Regions from separate parts of the Anas platyrhynchos genome. Here region 2 is linked to region 1. Evidence: chromatin contacts called from public Hi-C data. All regions are on one chromosome and are shown on one strand. The core of a region is the stretch at or near the end of the contact, and the rest is flanking DNA. Distances in the headings are between cores, read along the strand shown. Region 1 overlaps AK5 (adenylate kinase 5). Region 2 holds the start of PIGK (phosphatidylinositol glycan anchor biosynthesis class K).

Region 1 (2,506 bases), core at 2-2,501:
CCCCCAGGGGAGAAATTCCACCAAGAAGCATAAATACTCAACATAGAGAATTGTTTTAGGAGTGATGATGAGGTGCAGAAAAGAGGAATGATTAAGGAAAAAAATATGTGTTTTTTTCTGGCAATAATTTTGTAGGCACTGGGAACTGTTTTATAACAATAGATCTACTGAAAAGTAACATAACTGTAACAAAGTATTTTAAAATGAGCAATAGATAATAACTATGCACAGAAAATATAGCTGTTGAGTGTTCTCTACTGTCTGCAAAGCACAAAGATGTATTTTAAAAGCCCCAGTTCTTCTTCAGTTCAGATATAATCATAGAATCACTCAGGTTGGAAAAGACCTCTAAGATCATCTAGTTCAACCTTCAACTTAGTAGCATGGTTTAGTGGTGGACTTAGTGCTAAGTTCTACTGCTGTCCTCATGAGGTTAGATGGTTAACATACCGCACAAACTGCAGCTGAAGCGTGTGATTTACCAGAACATTCTTACACAGCTCTGATCACGCAAAATGCTGCTGCCCTGCTGGAAAAGGTGTACTCACAGCATGTCTTGCTTCTTCAGTTTTCCCTTTCAAAGTTAATTTCTTTATTTTATTTTATTTCTTTTGTCTATCATGATAGTACCTGGAAATTAATATGAATCTAAATAAATTATGCTTTTTTTCTTAGTAATCACATTATTTTTGTCATAAAATACCCTACAGAAAGTTAAAGAAAAACACATACCTACAGCAAACAGATAGCAATTTTTCTCCCTCTAAACTACTGATGGGTACTTTTCTTCATACTATCAAGAACAAGAATGAAAAATCTGAAAGTGTCCCACATATCCTTTAAATCAAAATAAGCACGATCTTGGTTTATAACAAATGGTTAAAAACAAATTCATTTCCATCTCTGTATGGGTATTATTTTCTTCTCTTTTCAGAATGGATAATGAAGTTTATTTTAAAAGTAAAGTGACATAGAAATTCTTGTCTTTGGTAGGAACTCAAAAGTCAAGGGGAATCATAGGAATCTAATAATCTGTCAGCATTTTGTGGATGCTATTACAAAAAAAAAAATATTATCTGCAGTTCCTGGTTGTATGCACAACAAACAAAAATCACCTCAAATAACATTAGCACTGTTTTCCCATCTTAATTACTATCAGTCCCTTTTGACACAAATAACTCCACACTGCTGAACAGTATGAACTGTATAAGAAGATATGCCTTTTGGGGAAAGAAAAGCCTTCAAGTCAGAGTGTATTCATAGTGAATCTTATCTTATTTACACATATTCATTAGTTCTGGACCAGAGGAGGTCAGAGCACAGCAGCTCCCCCCTTTCCAAAGGCATAACTCAACGCAAAGCTTGCAGAAAGCAGCTCAGCCTCAAAGAGTGATTTGAGTCACAAATCAAATTTAAAGGCAAGCAACTGTATGGCTCGTAAAACCTGTTCCCAGGGACCATTGCCCATACATAAAACCGGCAAGTAACCCAGTGTATCTCATCAAAACCAAACATTCATTCTTACAGGGAAGCAGGAATTTAGAAGAGAAATTCCACAGCTCAGCACTGACTAGCCCCAGTTTCTTCTCACACTTAACTTCAGCTTCCTAAAGCTTCTCTATGCTTTATAATCTGAGTGCAGCCGAACTGCAGGTGTAAGGGCACCTGTCAGTGACACAAGATTTTGACAAGCAGAGGCTGCTGCACATGTCTAATCTGCAAGACCAGCCAGATAGGCATATACCTACTAATGCAGTTGCAAAGAGATGTCAGACTCCACAACCACGCGGACAGTGACAGACTGGACCACGCTCATGCAGAGACACTGTATATCCTGAGGGTGCTGGACCTCATACTGCTTTCTGATATCCCTGACCATTCTTAATCAGTGAGAAAATTTATTTAATTGACAGCTGAAGTTGATTTTGAGGGTACTAGATGTAGAAGCATCATCTAGAAACATTTGAAATTTAATTTAATATTATGTTATTAAGGAAAATGAGTTCAAAGCAAATATACTGTGAACTAAACAAGTGAAACTTGGAAATCTAAGTCCTAAACATGGCTCTACTTCTACATATAATTGTGTTCTTATTGACAAGTCACCTAACATCTCTGCTAAAATTAAAATACTGCAATTACCTCCATTCCCAAAGGAAGTTCAGGGATGATTTATGGGGAACTGTAGTGTTCTTTGAAGAAATAAAATGCAACAGGAGCATAAGTGTTTCACATACCTAACAGCAGCAAAGGGAGATCTACACCACCACAGCATGCTGAGTAATTGGTGGTTATATACACCTACATCCCCATTAAAGGGATGCTGATGAGATCACTGTAATAAAACTATAATCAGTTCTTGCCTGTACTTTCTACTTTAATACAGTATGACAACATGTATAGTTATATTTGCCTATGTTGCCCTCATTTATTTATTTTTTTTTTTACTTACAGATTAATTTTGATTTTTAACAAATCTTTTCTACATTCTTCCTTATCCCCACTC
Region 2 (2,506 bases), core at 5-2,504, 79 kb before region 1:
TTTTAAGTCCATGCTTCAAAATAAGGAGCTAGAACAATACCAACCGTTTCTATATAGATTGCAACATGCTTTGCAGAGGAGAGGGTCCTTGTCTTAAACAGACTGCATGTATCAGCATATTTAAAGAGGCTAAGGTTTTCCAGCGGTCACAGAAAGAGTCAGGCACAAGACAGAAATCCAGACTCCTGATGCTTAATTTGACTGGTTTACTTCTCTGAGGAGTACCAGCCTGATGCCTTACACAAAACGCAGTCATAGAAAAGTGTGTTAAAACATATGCAAGGGTACTATACTTCAAGTAGTTAAAAATCTGCAGTTTCCGAATACTGAAGGCGTTTCTATTGTTTACTTCTTGCCCTACTAGTAATTATTTTCAAGTACAACCTTTTTTTTTTTTTTTTTTTAAATAAAGCAGAATCCAAGTGCAAACAACCCAGGTGCAGCATGTATGCTATGCGAGAAAAAAAAAAGTTATATATATATACATATATAGTTATATATATGTATGGGGGGAAAGCATTAGCTTCGGTTTATAAAATGGAAACACCTGCCAGAGCTGCGCACAGCAATCACGGCCAGGTGAGGCCTGGCGCCCAGCCACCTGTGGAAGCCCACAACTCCCCACTCCCTTTGCACCTCCATTTTCCCTCACACAACTCAGTCAGCAAGTGGCTGAAGAGGCCAAACGCATCACCGCCTACCGAGAGCTGTGTTGCACTGCCAAAGCAAGATGTTTCAGAAGCAGATATATTACAAGGGGGGGAGGGGGGGGGGTCTTTAACTTTACACACTCTGAACAAGTTCCACGTGCCTGTTCTGGGATGTGCTGCATTAGTTTATAAAACCCTAATTCCGCGGCAGGGCGCTCAGCCCGGCCCCTTTGCCCACAGCCCTCCCGGCCCTTCCCCGAGCACCACCAGCGGCCCGGGGCGGCTCCAGCGGGGCGGGCTCCGCCTGCGGCGGGGCGGAGATAGGGGGAAACAGCAGCAGCAGCAGCAGCAGCATGGCAGCGGCGGGGAGACTGCAGCGCCGTCTGCCCTCCCTCTCTTTCTTTGTCTCTCCTCACCAGCCGCTCTCCCCCTGCAGCCCCCGTACCTGGACGCCGCTGGCGAGCGCCGCGCCGCAGCAGCCCAGGAGCAGGGCCACGGCCGGCAGCGCGGCCGCCATCTTACCCCGCCCGGCTCCGGGAAGCGGCCGCTGCGCATGCACGGGGCGGGGAGAGGCGCTCGGGGCTGCCCCACGGCCCGCTCTGTGCCGGCGGCGTAGCTTTTAGGAACTGAATAAAGCATGAGTTGTCCCCTTGCTCAGTCTCCTTATGTCGTTTTTTTTTAATAGAGCTGGGGCGGTAGTGGTAGCAGATCTCACCAGTGCTGTGAGGGGAGCTGTTAGAGCCCTGTGATGCAGCGCTGCCCTAGCCAGACCTTGGCCATCCCATGGACAGGCTGAGCTGGTGGTAGAAAACGTGGTGGCCTCACATCCCACGTTAAGCTGGGGAGGCTCCTAGGGGTGCAGCACCAGCAGCGCCTCTCAGCCTCGTACCAGAAAAGTTCTCAAATCTCTGGCCTTTGTGGGAGGCACTGCGAGGGCAGAGTGTGGGTGGGGTTGGCAAGGTGGCCTTAGGCCCTGGTGGCTGCAGGGCAGCAAGCGAAAGGGGTGAGTGATGTGGGGGGGGGGAGATCAGAAAGTAGATCTTTTGCCAGGATACAGCCTTTGCTATATACAGTTCATCCCTCAGAACCAATGAATCATCAGGCTTTTATTTCAATCTATTGAACCACTTGGTATGATTCCTTCATTTCCACTAATACCCTGTCAACACCTCTGTTCAATTGCCTGATGCCTTCCATTAGCTAAGGTACCTGCCTTGAACCAGGAAGCTCTTTCCTGCTCTGTGTGTTTGTCATCAGTAATGACTTTCTCAGTAAAGAGAAAATCATACTTTATCCATATATTGATGTTATAATGTCAGTAACATCACATTTTCTCTTTGAAATTGCTGGTTTCCTTGTTATAAACATAATCATGATTAGATCACATTTTCTTTTTGTGCATAAAGCTAAGGAACTTTTTCCCTTTCAAAGACAGTTGCCACCAGCTCCTGTTTTACATGAACATCTCTCCAGTGTGAACCTCTTACAAACTTACTGAGAAGTGTCATGGGTGTTTGTCCCTTTGTCCCTGCTTGTATGCCACATCATGAATCTTCTTGCTCCAGAAAATAAAAATAATTTAAAATGGGGCCAAACATGAGATTTCTCCTTCTCCTTTCAAATGTTTCTGCTTAGGTCTGTGATCATTCTCAGATGTGTTCAAGATGTGTCAGTAATCCCAAAGGACAGGCAGCTATCTTCCAGAGCATGTACTCATCCAGTTTTATAATTGATGAGCTGATTTCATGTTCTTTGACCCAGATAGTTCCTCGTTACCTTTCAGCTGCCATGTGGAGTTGGTCAGATACCAAGTGAGAAGTACATAAAATCTCAACTCTTTAACTGAATTTGTTTCT

Evidence for each region. A called contact is a pair of places that touch in the nucleus more often than the background predicts.
Region 2: a Hi-C map of small yellow follicle shows a contact between it and region 1, with 2.4 times the contacts expected there. The contact joins the promoter of PIGK here to the enhancer-like site in region 1. A contact is called at or near these places in 2 of 8 Hi-C or Micro-C datasets (F5 follicle and small yellow follicle).

The regions. Positions count from the first base shown.
Region 1 is chr8:27,639,811-27,642,316 of IASCAAS_PekinDuck_T2T, reverse strand. All of the region lies in intron 8 of AK5 (adenylate kinase 5), which reads left to right. All of the region lies in intron 1 of LOC140003022 (a long non-coding RNA gene), which reads right to left. Among named protein-coding and RNA genes, the nearest start is that of AK5, 65 kb to the left of the region's middle. Within about 2 kb of position 1,251, at least 4 of the 8 cell types and tissues checked have an H3K27ac peak or open chromatin away from gene starts, as enhancers often do. A contact at or near this core is called in F5 follicle and small yellow follicle, where this site is marked.
Region 2 is chr8:27,718,838-27,721,343 of IASCAAS_PekinDuck_T2T, reverse strand. It overlaps PIGK (phosphatidylinositol glycan anchor biosynthesis class K), which reads right to left and starts at 1,254. Exons shown (of 10, transcript XM_038182903.2): 1 at 1,096-1,254. The coding sequence starts at 1,167.